Linked DNA regions of Mus musculus: region 1 is linked to region 2. A link is a contact called in public Hi-C data. All regions are on one chromosome and are shown on one strand. The core of a region is the stretch at or near the end of the contact, and the rest is flanking DNA. Distances in the headings are between cores, read along the strand shown. Region 1 overlaps Tbc1d5 (TBC1 domain family, member 5). Region 2 has its middle 14 kb from the start of Gm30958.

Region 1 (6,795 bases), core at 2,933-5,432, 390 kb after region 2:
GGGACAGGCAGAGTTACCTATCCAACTCTAACCGGGCATCAAGGTGAAAGGGATGGATGGGCTGTTTCAGGCCGCTTCTCTCTCTTCCTTTCTCCATCCCTTTCCACATCTCTGTTCTGTAAGATAGCTGTGGCAATTAGAGAAGGCTGCATTTCTTCATCTGTGAAAGCTGCAGTCAGTTTGAGGAGATGGTACCATATATTCCTTCTCTTTCAAGTGCATGTGGTCTCGTTAGCCTACAAGAATCCCTCTCCATCTCTTGCATCTGTACTGGCCTCACTGCCTTCATTTGGAGACTGCCGTAAAGTCAAGCTATGTCACGTTGGGGAAAGTTTAAAAGCCTGGCAAATTCTGCTTTCCCTAACATATTCGAGGTTATATACGAGGTTCAGGTTAGAGCATCCAAGAGAGAATCATGGTGGAGGAATGGCCATAGGAGAAGCAGTGGGACTCTAGACATGATAAAATGTTGTTCTGGTATCTTTTAGTCCATCATAGCTGTAGCCAGGTAAGGAAGAGAGATCCAGTTAATATTACCTGGAGCAAAGCACAGCCTGATGAACCCTGTCCAAGTTCCTAACTCACAGACTGAAGGGAGTAACAGAACCCTCCCTGTGATATTCAATTTTGAAGCTGCCCCCTATGTATTGAGAGATGGTTGAACGTGGGCGGCTGTTGTATGAGAGAAACTTAAGTTCCATTCCTGTCTTGTCACTGACAAGTCATGTGGCCTTTGGCCATCTCCCTCTCCAGCCCTGGTGGAAACTCAACCCTCTGGAGGATGTATACTCAAATTCTGCTCCCAAGGCACTTAAAGTGGTAATGAGTTGGGACATGAAAGTGGACCATACAGTAGAGTGCACAAGTCTTATAATGAAACAAGAAACAGTGCTCTGGGAAGCTTGGCCCCAGCCTCTTGCAGCCTTCACGGAGTCATCTGTTGGTTGTGGTAACAAACCCAACCAGCATCTAGCCTAGGACTCAAGCTAGGGTCTGGTTGTAGCTAGTAGGTAGGGTATTGACAACCCAGAGTATACAAAGAACACCAGAAAAGAGAAGCTTCCTGGTTGAAATAAACTCTGTTTACGTGGGGTAATGGTTTATTAGATTAGCAGCCACATCAGTTAAAACACAACAGCCTTTAGGAACTTTATCTTATTCAGAAGCCTTTATTGCACTTAGTGCCTTGCTTTGGGAAAGCTGGGAGGGACACATTTTAGAGAAAAGAGCTGTGTGTGGCCTTCTGGTGTGAGGTACTGGGCAGCTGGAGAAGCGCTTGCAGCTCAAATGTCCACACTCTGCTACTCTGCCATGCTAGATGCTATCACTATCTGATAGAGACCATGGGCAGAACAAGGTTTGCAACTATGGGTTACCCTAGGTACTTGGCTGCTAAATTTAGAAGGATAAGAAACTACAATTTCTAAATTTTCGTTTTCATGTGGGGGCTCTGTTATAAGAGCTCTGTTATAATCTCAACACATACAGAATCCACACAAACATTGTGGAAAGGGCACATTTATTCATTCAAACCTTCATTTTCGGGGAAAGGTCATTAAGACTGAAGAGGACTGCTCTGGTTGAAGCAGGTGCAAAGGGCCAAGAATCTCTTATATTTGGCACTCTGAAATGCAGTTTCTCATCCCCAACGAGGTTGCTGAATGTGAAAAACATTCTGAAAGCCTTCAGCTATCACTCAGCTTATAAATAGAAATGGGATCACGTGGGAACAAAGGGTGGCTTGCCGCTTATTCTCATCATATTATATAATTGCAATTCTAAAACTGTCAGAAGCCACTTTAATCTCTATCTTAGTGTCTCAGGCTGTACACTCCCTGCAGCTAACAATACTCTCCACAAGGCAGCTTCAGTCACTCCCTTTCATTACACTGGCCTTCTGAATAAAAAAGAAATGCTTGCCCAATCACCCTGAGGTCATATGAAAACAACCACTTAATGGTCCTGAAAGGAACCGCTCACTGTGTTTACTCTTGCTTGCATCGTCTACTATCTGTAATAGGAAGGAATGTGGTGGGGTCATGATGGAATTCTGGAGTAGACATTCCTGGGTTCAAAACCCATTTTTCCCATTTTCTAGTTGAATAACTTTGACAAGTTCTTTAATTCTTCTTTACACCTCTGTCTGCCAGAAATGATGGAAGAAGGAGATGAGTATGCATGGAGATTCCTGCCAGGACATACACTCAATAAGTCAAGTCATATAGTTTTTCGGTTTTTAAAAACATAATTAAGTTAAAACAATGAAACTGGCTTAAAGAACAGAAATTTATGATTCACTGTCAGAAAATAGTAGTTTCTGGTTTCTAAACTTCATGTGGCAAAAGATCAATAAGGGACATCAGAATCCAGCATTGTCCTACGTTTAGAAGAGCAAATCCATATATAAGGCAAGAACTGGACACCCGAGGCTGGGCTACCTACAGACCACAGCAAACTGTATTTGGAAGCCTTATAGGTAAGAGTTAGAGGGCAGGGGATACTTTACTAGAAAAGAAAAAAAGCTAGCATCTAACTTTTTGGAGAGTGATATTAAATAAACTGGACAATGAGTGTCTTAGGGTTTTACTGCTGTGAACAGATAAAAAGGCAACTCTTACAAGGACAACAGTTAATTAGGGCTGGCTTGCAGGTTCAGAGGTTCAGTCCATTATCATCAAGGTGGGAGTGTGGCAGCATCCAGGCAGGCATGGTGCAGGAGGAGCTGAGAGTTCTACATCTTCATCTGAAGGCTGCTAGCAGAATACTGGCTTCCAGCAGCTAAGATCAGGGTCTTAAAGTCCACGCCCACAGTGACACCACACCTACTCCACCACGGAGAACACCTGCTAACAGTGCCACTCCATGGGCTGAGCGTATATAGACCCTCACAATGAGCTTTTCATGTATGGATCCATTTACTCTTCACAACAAACCTGTGTGGCAGATCCTCTCATTTACTGACAGATATTCCTGTCAGCCATATTCTCTGGGAGTATATGCTCCAGGTTAGGCAGCCAACCAAGAACCAGATCCCTTGGCTGCTCGCCCATGTCTTCCCTAGATGGACTCACATTCATGTTCTACGCTTTCCTAGCAAAGATTTAATGCACATTTACCAACTGTAATGGAGATACTAACTTCTAGTGGTTCACTAAACTATTTCCTTTCTAAAATGTTTAGAAATGGTTTATCATTGTAGTACATTTCAAATCCACTGCTTGTAAGGGTGAGGCAGGAAGATTGCTGGCAGTTGAAGATCAGCCTGCACTACATGGTGAGACCTTATTTAAAAGAAGAAAGGCATTTCTACAGGGGCATTAAGTTGGCTGAATATTATGCAATTTGGTTGTTTATAAAATACATCTTTCAGGTGTTAGTTATATACCTTCAGTACCTTTTTGATATTTTTTAAATAGTATAAGGTTTTATGATTTATTATTTACTTCCTTATCAACTTGATTAATAAATACATTCATTTACATTGTGTTAAGCCATGCAGAAAATACAATAACAGTTGAGATGTGGGCTCCTGGCCTCTATGAGTTTAGAGGAAGATACAGTCTGTACGTTCTTAAAGCCAAGAAAGGAGTAGGAAGCTCTGGAGAAGATGCAGGAGGATGCATGGAAATGAGAGCATGTTTTCTAGAATTCTGAAGGTACTGAAGGAGGAGGAATCAGAAGCAATGATAGAAAAGCATGTTCCAGGAAACAAGGATCCAGTCAACAAAGTTTTGTGTGTGTGTGTATGCAAGTGTCTGTGTGCATGTACAGGAGAGTGGCAGGTGAGCAAAGGAAAAACCAGTAATGAAGTCAAGTCAGAGAACTGAGAGGAGCAGGATCTTCAGATGGGCAGAAACCCCTCTCTCACATTCTTCCTTCCAGTAATGTGTGAGATGCTAGGGTCTGACACATAGTCTGCTGTTCCCACTGTCCCTAATGGAGACCATGTTTGAGGGTCACTTATGGACAAGAGTGACTGTCAGTTTTGCAGCAAAACAGGGCGAGAAGGGTCCTGGGGTGGGCTCTGCTCAGCTTCTAAGAGTGTCCTCAGATCACAAGATAAGCAGACATGGGAGCCAACACTGACAGCAGCAGCAGGAACCAGCCAAGAATAGCAGCTAGAGACAGGAAAGGCGCCCAGTCTTGCTTGAACAGATGGGTGAACAAGAAGTGGGAAGAACAGGAAACGGAAAGTCTTGATGAGAAGGAGGAAGGCTGCAGATGCTCTGAGGAAGCTGTGGTATACACAGGGTAAAACACACACACACTCGCGCACACACACTTGGTGTGAATGAAACCCAAGCCAGAGAAGCATATGGCAATAGCCCTGGAAGACAGCATCAGGAAAAATAGAACAAGAACACAATGACTACATATTACACTGCATTAAATGACAGGGTATGGGTGTGTGAAGCAGTTCAGCCGCTGTACTGGAGAACAAGCTGGAATATGAACGCTATAGCCCTAGCATTAGTGTATAAGAGGCCTGTCACATACAATAGTTAGGGCTTTAACGAGTCAGCAACTCTTTGAGCCCAAATATAAGATGGTAACACTATTTAGTATGGCCTGTAATTCTTAGGGGATTGGATTATTGGAGAGTCTTGATAAAGGACACAGTTTGGCCTAACAAGTGCTTTATAAATGTTACTTTTTTGTTGTTTTGTACTAGCAATGTACTCCTAGAACATTACCCCAGGGAACCATGTGCATACATAAAAGCAACTGAAGATATTAGTCAGGCATCCAAGGACAGCACATATACTCACGTGAACCCTGCATGTTTTTTAAAAATATTCTGTTGATGGACAATTCACAGACATACAACAGATGACTAACTGGAAAAATAAGATTGCAATGTATAAGTTTTTTTTTTTTTTTAAGTAGTCTTGACTTTGAAAAACATGGTGGGATTATACTTTTTTTTTTTCTGGATTTTCTACAAGGATATGGGGTTATATATTTACAAGAAAATAAGATTATTATGTGAACAACATACTAGGGAAGACATTTTTAAAAAGCAAAAGGGTTGGCTGGGGAAATGCCTCAAGCATAGAGACCCAGCTTTGGACCCCTGCATCAACTTCTCATCCAGCTGTAGCCATGTGTGATGCAATCCAGTGGTGACTATATGTGGACACTGATCTCTGGAGCTTGCTAGCCAACTAGTCTAGACAAACTGGTGTTTTGCTATGTATGTGCACACGTGTGCATGTGTGTGTGCATGCGTGTGTGCGTATGCGATTCTGTGCGTGCATGTACAGGAGAGTGGCAGGCGAGCAAAGGCGGAACAAATTATGAAGTCAACTCAGAGAACTTGGAGAAGCAGGTCCTTCAGATGGGCAAAAGGCCCTCCCTTCCATTCCTTTCTAGTCAAGAAGCTGTGGTTCAGCAAGAAACCCTGCCTCAAACAATAAGGTGAATGAGGTGGAGAGTGAGTGAGGAGGACACCTGACTTCAATCTCTAGCATCCCTAAGCATGTTACACATATGTACATACAAACATATAACCTTGTAGTGGTGAGTTTTATGCTACACCGGTTTGTGCTCCTGGTGGGTGGCATGCATGCATCCACTCAGGGGCTATCTGGATTTGCAAATGGAAAACACACACACACACACACACACACACACACACACACACACACACACACACACACACTAGCTAACTTTAAATGCTTTGGATACCTCAAAGGCTGGGTGGGTACTCCTAAACCTTCCACTGATACCCCAGGCCCAAACAGGGAAGTGGCCAGGAGCCACCCACCGTTCTCACAGGGCAGAGAGGCTTCATCTCCTGCGCCTGCGTCCCACCCTTCTACCCCGAGTCATTGGAATTCTATTCGTTCCTCTCTGCATCTACCTGCACAGCGCTCAGTGTCCCACCCCACGCCCAGCTATTGGGGACAAGGACCTTCAATGCAGATTCCCGATGGAATCACAGCTTCAGAACCAATCTCCAACACAACCTCCCCCAAATAAAACCGATTACCATGGGGAAAAAAGAGATGGAATGTTTGTAAAGACCAAAGTTGACTCCAAATCAATCCAAACAACATTCTCTAGACAAATATACCCTAAACAGCAATAAATAATATGAAATATAAGTGAATAACTTGTGAGAAAAGTAAATACCAAATAATTAAAATACTTTGTCTGTGAAACCTTAAATAGGATTTGAATGATAAAAGTCTTCCTGATCTATACTATCAAAGACTATCTGTAAAAGCTCTATAATTTCCCTTTATATAGGTAAAAACATATTGCATATTTCAGTAAGTTAGTTCTATTGAAATTCAGGAGGTATGAAAGTATTGTTATGGACTGACTGCCTGTCTTAAACATTGTATCTGGGGAAAATGTTCTCTTCTATAAGGGCCTGTATATAAAAGTTTAAATGTCTCTGTTAGAGCTATGGTCCCATCTTTTAGATCGTCATTTTTTTTTATAATCAGGAAACCTGAATAATCTTTTGTAACTGTAATACACTCCCTTTTCCACCAAGCCAATGAGCCCAGATGATACATTTTCCTTTTTGCCACATTTGTATGTGATCAGACCAGTGGATGAAATCATCCAGAGTTGTGGGAAATATTAAAAAAGTAGACCTGCCATCTCTCCTGCCGTGCCAGTCCACATTCAAGTTCTAGTACAGGAACTGGTGGGCCACCACCCAGCTACTCTCTCCCAGCTAGCGAGTTCATCTCGATTCCACACAGCACCCCACACACCCCATGATCAGCCATCTCAACACTGAATTAACCAGTAGAAACATGACTTTTTGTTGTTGTTGTT
Region 2 (7,343 bases), core at 2,968-5,467:
CTGCCGCTACCAGCACAGAATTCACTTATGACCACAGGGCCTTTGCATATGCATCTTTTTCTTCCAGAAACAAGAGCACAACTTCCATCCCTCCTCCTGACAATGATACTTTCCTTTCGTTTCCCAGCTCAAAGGTCCCTATATATGGCACTGATTTTCCGGTATGTTTGAGTAGGTAGAAAAGGTTCCTTCTTTATGCATCGATATTCTAGTGAGAGCAAGCGCCACAGTACTATGTAAATGTGCAGTGTGAGTCAGGTCTATGTGCTAGGAAGAAGCAGCAAAGGAGGGGTAGCCTTGGTGTAGGCATGGAGTAAGGAAAGGGAGTCGCTGCAGAACGGTGGAGGTAGGATTGGTACTTGGGGCAGGTGGGCAGGGAAAATGTCTCAGCTAAGCAGCATTTGACGGCAACTGGAAAGAAGAGAGAAATCAAGGGTTTAATGAGGCAAAACCCAGCAGGCAGTGTGAAAGCCCTAAGTTCTGGCACAGGCTGTTCTTCACAGTTCCTGGAAGAACATTAGGCAGGCTATAAAGCAGGCTGAGCCAAGTAACGAGCAGTAGCGTGGAGGAGCTGAGGTCTGAGAGGCGGTGGGGAAGGGGCTACTACTTGCCCTGGAGGCCAGAAGCTATGCAAAGTAGTTCCCCGCATGGAAGAAAGGGGGTCATGGGTGGGTCTGAACGGATGCGAGCCAGGGGTTCAAAGTATATTTCTGAAGGACTCGGGCTATTCTATGGGTCACAGCCCTGAAGAATGGGCTCTGAGAGCCCGTGGGAGCCCACAGCTCAAGGGTAAGGAATGGTGGAGAAGTGAGGGGATTCTAGGATTTCACTAAGGGTAAAGCAGGTCGGCTTCTTGGAGTCCTCTCTGACCTGTGTCAGGTCCACTATGCCCCTGCCTCAGATCTCCTTGAGCTCACGGGTGTATGTTCTTTGTGTGATTTTGAGATGAGAAACATTGCAGCTGTTAATGGTCTTTCTGACTCAGAGATGAGACAGTCCAGGGCAAGAAGGCTCCCTCTTCAGTCCTGCCTGGAAAGGCTAAGACAAAGCTGGGGGTGTGGGAGGGGGACACACACAACACAAACGAACAGAATCCCCTGCTCAGTTTGCCCAGGTTAACGAGTGGGAAGGTAGGAGGACCCCTTCCCAGCAGGACCCTGAGCCACACTCATGTTCTGTGCCACCGAGCCAAGGCCCAGAGGAGTATCATAGACACGGCACTTCCAAGTTGGGTTCTCACAACAAATGAGAGCTTGGCCTGAGGCAAGCTCTGAGAGGTCTGTGAGGGCCTGAGAAGGAGTGATTTCACAGTGCATGAGGACAGAGGTTTCACAAGGCTCGTGGGACAGATCCAAGAAGCAGCACATGGCTCTTGGTACCTGTAGTACCAAGGAACAGTCCACACCCCTGCTTTGACTTCTGCTGGCTCTGTGGCTCTGTGGCTCTGTGGCTCTCCTGGCTCTGTGGCTCTGTGGCCAAGAAAAGGACATTTGATTTTGGGGGTGTATTTTTGAAACTTTGAATGGACTTAAATGTAAAAATCTAATGTTGCTAGCGGTCGATGCAACTGAGCTGGGCACAGAGGCAGGAGATTTAGGCCCAAGATCAGTGTTCTTGTCTCATATAGCACGGAAACTGTGAATTGTTTGTGTGTCCAGGAAGTTCCTGGATATCACCAAGAGGCCCAGCCTCAGGAGTTGGCTTCACAGATGTTAGTGTGGGAAGGTAGAGACTGAGACCAGCTGCCCATCGCTCCAGTGGCTTCACCCAGTTACTATCACCTACTCCCAGTGCCCTTACCACAGCTGCTGGGTGGATGAATAAACACTACCCTGAAAACACAAACAAACACAAACAAAATGAACAAAAATACCTGGAGTTTTGTTAGCAAAGAAGAAGGATTCTGCTAACAGCCTAAGTCCATGCAAGAGTAATGGCTAGATTTATATATTTACCACCCAGTAACCTGACTTTTAGGGATTTGTTTTGAAACAACAGGGTCACATATAACCCTGGCAGATCTCATGGGTAACCTTGAGTTTCTGATCCCTCTGCCTCTTCCCCTGGGATTTCAGCCACAGCTGATTTTAGAGTTCCTAGGTTTTAGGGCAGTTTAGGCAAACATCCTATCAACTGAGCTATACCCTAGACCGCCACGGACATCTTAAATGGGAATTCAATGGCAGTTCAGAAAAACAGCGAGGGTGACTAAAGCTGCTTTGTAATTTTTCTTCTGGGCTGTTGGGGCCAGCATGCTAGAGGCTCGAACTTCTTTAGAAACCCACACTGTCATTTCGATACTACATGGCAACAGATCCCTGTCTGGGCAGGCAAACTGGCTTGTGCTGGGGGGCTACAGTGTGCAAGCAGTAGGACACAGGCTCACTGTATTAATTAGGGTTCTCTAAAGTAACAGAATCATGGAATGATTCTCTATTATCTATCTCTCTACCACATATATGCATTTATATATGTATACACACGCATATATATACATACATACATATATCATATGTATATGTGTTATTATATACATATGCAACTATCTATGCATATATTATACATACTTTATATGCATATTATTATACATATGCATTATATATACTTATACATATATGTATATATTATGTACATCTGTATATTATATATGTAATACATGTAGATATATGTAATATATGTGGATATATTACATATATATGATTTATCAGAATTACTTACAGGCTACAGTCCAGCTAATCCAACAATGGCTGACTGTGCATGGCATGTCCAAGAATGCAGTTGTTGCTCGGTCCACAAGGCTGGCTGTCTTCTCATATCTGCTCTTCAGTGTACCCTGGAATCCTGAAGAAGTAGGTTCCAATGCCAGGGAAGGAATGGATGTGCTAGCAAGGTGAGGGCAAGCAGGCAAAGAGCAGACACCTCCTCCTACAATGTCCTAATATCGACTTCCAGCAGAAGGTATGGCATAGGTTAAATGTCTTCCCACCTCAAGATCCAGATTAAAGACGTAAGTCTTCCTACCTCAAAGGTCCAGACTAGAAGTGGATTCACCCACTTTGAACCAAGCAAAAAATCTCTCATAGGTGTACCCTCCATTTCTGGATTATGCTTCACCCTGGATGTAGTCAAGTTGACAACCAATAACAGCCCTCGTGCTCACCAAAGCAGAAGGCTCAAGGAACCCCACGCCAGCCTCAGCTCATTAAACACACGGAGGGGGGCTCACTACTTGACCAGACCCTATGCTATGTAGTCCATAGTACAGAGAGGCAGTAAGAAGTTAGTTCCCTGAGAGCCTTCCCCATCTCTGGCTAGTTAAGACCTTGGGCAATATTACCTCTCTGTGGCTCAGCTTACAGGTGAAACGGGACTGACAACAGCATCAACACACAAAGACTTTTGTAAAGACGAGCCAGCCACTGGATGATAGTAAAGACCAAGGGCTGGGCCCTGGCAGGTGCTTCTCAGGCACCAAGTTCTGCCTTTGTTATTCCTGGAAGCTCCTGAGAAACATGCGAGAGGACATGACTCCAGGGGGCAGTCAGTCATCATTTCTTAAATTGAATTTTTTTAATATTTAAAGTACTTTATTTAACTGTCTGGTTAGTATTCAATCCACAGTGGTGCCTGGTATTGTCACTTTAGGAAGTTTGAGTCTTAATTATGTCTTATAGGAAGAAAGGCATTAGCGCTGTAAAGATACTTGACACTTTAAGAAACTCCAGAATCCAACTATTACTAATGCCGATACTCACACAGGGTAGTATTGTATAAATATTGTATAAATATTGGAAACTTAAGCTGATTAACCTCTAGCACTTGGTCAAATAGGAAGATAGGACTAAATTTTACAAAAAGATTCCCTGGGGGGATTAAGAGGTGTCCTTAGGCAAGTTTGGGAAACCCAGGGTCAAGTTAAGTGGATTGAGGCTATCTGTCCCACATCCTTGCTGTCCTCAGAGCTTCCTGTTAACTTGCAGTGTAAACCTCCTTTCTGAGGGGTGATTGCTGTCTAGACCCAAGGGCCTTGCAGCACAGCCTCAGAGGTCCACCTTTCTAGCTGGATGCCTTTCCAATCCCTAGCCCAGCCCATTCAGATCCCTTCATGATATCCTGGAGATCGGCACTGGAGTTTGCTATGGACAGAGTGGTGTAGTTCCGGTCCCTGTGCAGTGACTTAAAACATGTCACGTGGGGCTGCAGCTGGGACTGTTCTCTTCGCCTATCTGGAACCAGCTGGTGAGTTTTCATATGTCCTCATGTGACCCATCTGGATGCTGCCTGACACTAGAGTTTGCAAAATTTCCCAAGGTGGAAAACCACTAGCCACTGGGCTGGGAGGAACCCTTGTCTGGGGCCCGTGACAACCTGGGTTAGGAAGTCAAAGGCCAGGCCCTGAAGTGTGTGCAGGGAGACAAAGAAGGGGGACTGACACCAGCTCAGCTAAGGCTGTGTAGAGACAGGACAAGGGAAGCACTGTGAGTCTGAGAGGACTCAGAAAGGGAACTGAGGACAAGGTGACCATGGCGACTGGAGCTACACATAATGTGTTCTTCCTCCCACACCAAACCATATACCAGAAACATATGGGAAGCTCAAAACCAAAGCAAGATTCTTGCTTTGAGTTGATGCAAGCAGAACCCAGGAAGTGGGAGAACCCCACCACATCAGGGTTGGGTCTCTCCAAGGATGCAGCTGGAGGATCAGCTCCAAGAATCTGTGAATGATAGCTAAACGGTACTCTCTCTCCCGAAAGATCTTGTTTTGAATTTGGCTCAGTTGGTGCCATTGTGTGCCCTGTTTCCTTCCACTGTAACAAACTTTATGGGCTGTGACATCATGTCTCTCAAATCCTGTAACTACTGGAGCCAGTGAGAGGGGAAGGGATCTACGAGCCACTGTACTTGGAGGCTTAGCTTCCCTGCAGCAGGAGTATGGATGGTTACCAGACATCCAGTAGGGCAGTTCTCTTCCCATGTAGACATTGTAGCCCTAAGTGAGCCCTAGATGTCTCTAAGCCAAGAGGGACACATCTGTTTAAGCAGTCCTACAGTCCTCACTGTATGACTGGGAAACATTAGTTGTTGACCACTGGGCATTGTTCACATGAGCTTGGGCCCAGCTTCAATGTACTTCTCAGGGCAGTTGCTGCACTAGAATGCAGTCACTAGCCCAGAGGGTTCCAACTCATGTGTTTGTGACACTGTGACAGGCAAGAAACAATATTTATCTATGTTCAGGTCTTATATTGTTTTAGTAGAAGATTTAAATTTATATATTGAGAATATGAGCGGCATCAATATAAAAATACAATGTATTATTCATTATCTGTCCATTTATTTCTTTCAGTCATTCATTCAATCATTCTGGCATTGAAATCTATGCCAAGCAATGTGGTAAACACAGGGAATGAAACAGTGAATAGATTGGCCATGACCCCTGCACATTAATCAGACAGCTAAGCAAACACAAATAAAATACATAAATGTCAAATGTAGTGAATGCTACTCAGGTTTAGAAGATTAATAATTAACATTCCCCTTATCTTGTACCTCCAGCAGCTCCCTCAGTTTAAAAATAGCTGAGAGATTGGCACAGGAATTAAAAAGATGGGAAGAACCATATAGCTTTCATGACTGACAAGAATGTACCATAGGGATGGTTCTTGGAGCTTTGAAGCTTGGACCATGGGTCAGTAGACAGTTGTAGACCAGCAACTTGTTCAGGAAGGGCTCTCTTCCAAATCCAGGGGGGATAAGGGATGGCTCCTCTCTACTAAGGGTGAAACAAGAGTTCCAAGTGTTCTGTTCTACCAGAGCAGAACCTCTGCTTAGAGCCTGTGGGATGAAGACTAGGGGCATCTGCCCTTGATGTCCAGGCAAGCCTGGGCACAGAGAAAGATTACAAGAGACAACTGACCTAGACTCCAGGTACATGAGACACTTGATTCCCAAGCAACTCTGTTCTTTGCAGATTTTGATGTTTAGCAAAATGATTCCCCCCACAAGAGCAAGAAGCCCAGTGTTGATGCTTACTATACAACCTGTGGAGACTGGAGGCAGACAAGACACAATGATGCAGGAATTACAAAACTAACTAACAAACAGGGTTCCCAGTCAAGTTTGCAAATTCACATTTAACTGCATATCCAGGTTTTATTGAAAACTACAGGTGGGCAGCTGGTCATGGTGGCTCATGCCCTTAATCTTAGCACTTTTGAGGCAAAGGCAGGCAGATCTCTGAGTTTGGGACCAGCCTGGTGAAGTAGGATGCTGTTACAGGGGCCAGTGACCTGAAGATAGACAAATGACACAGACTCCAGTCCTGTTTTGGAGGTAGGTAGTCTCTTAAAGACAGTGATGTGGTGGGTATGAGAGCATCTATGGTCATGGGAAGCTGGCCTGAGTGAGTCACTGGATGGACTGAGATATCAGTTGCCACAATGTCAGAGAAGAACAATGACATCAGCCTTGACACTGCATTTTTGCTGTTCTGGTATGATGTCACATTAGTTCCAATATCTACCTGCTTATCAACTGACTTTAATGTAGTTTACTTTTGAAATGAAGATGAGGGTCTCAGGTGCTGCCAGACAACAGCATTCACAGCACATGGCTCACAGTCCTAGTGTTGCTGTTTCTCAAATGCCATTGTAGGTGACTGAGAGAATTATGAAAAGGCTGGAAATCGGCAGACTGTGCAAGCTAGTCCATAGGCAGGTGGGGCACTGGTCTGATTATGTGACCCTAGACAAATCCCTTAATTTTTTTGTATTAAATGAATATAATCTGTCAGATCATATGGCTGGTACAAACTTCCTGTGGATTACAAATATGGAAAATCTTTTAGTAATATTTAGGAATTATTATGGACTGGTATGTGTGTGTGTGTGTGTGTGAATACATATGTGTGCATATGTGCACATGTGTGTGTGAATGTGTGCATGTGTATCTACATATGTGTGCATATGTATATAAGTGTGCTTGTGTATGTGAGTGTGTGCATGTGTGTCTACATATGTGTGCATATGTATATATGTGTGCATGTGTGTATGGGCATGTCTGTGTGATGTTTGAACAGTTGATCTCCTTGTGATCAACTCTATAAGAACACAGATTGTCGTGTCCTCCCCACTCTGCCCTGAAGACACAGAGCAGGCTGCAGCCTGTCCCTGTCTGTCTAGCTGTCCATACACTGGCTCACACACTGGGCTCATCTTCATCTCTGGTCCTCCTATGGTAAGTATAGAGCTTGTGGTCCAGCTCCTCTACTCTCCCTAACCTCCTCCCCATCACTTGGAGGTCAGCAGCAATGTGGGACCCACTCCAACTCCTTCCTGAGCT

What was found. A called contact is a pair of places that touch in the nucleus more often than the background predicts.
Region 1: a contact with region 2 is called in a Hi-C map of bone marrow-derived macrophages, with 17 read pairs. The contact joins two enhancer-like sites. A contact is called at or near these places in 1 of 484 Hi-C or Micro-C datasets (bone marrow-derived macrophages) and 3 of 115 datasets of contacts at active chromatin or transcription factors (cardiomyocytes, embryonic stem cells and large pre-B cells).

The regions. Positions count from the first base shown.
Region 1 is chr17:50,759,434-50,766,228 of GRCm38.p6, forward strand. All of the region lies in intron 18 of Tbc1d5 (TBC1 domain family, member 5), which reads right to left. Among named protein-coding and RNA genes, the nearest start is that of Gm41598, 28 kb to the right of the region's middle. Within about 2 kb of position 4,183, at least 73 of the 459 cell types and tissues checked have an H3K27ac peak or open chromatin away from gene starts, as enhancers often do. A contact at or near this core is called in bone marrow-derived macrophages, where this site is marked.
Region 2 is chr17:50,365,209-50,372,551 of GRCm38.p6, forward strand. No RefSeq gene overlaps it. Among named protein-coding and RNA genes, the nearest start is that of Gm30958, 14 kb to the right of the region's middle. Within about 2 kb of position 4,218, at least 37 of the 459 cell types and tissues checked have an H3K27ac peak or open chromatin away from gene starts, as enhancers often do. A contact at or near this core is called in bone marrow-derived macrophages, where this site is marked.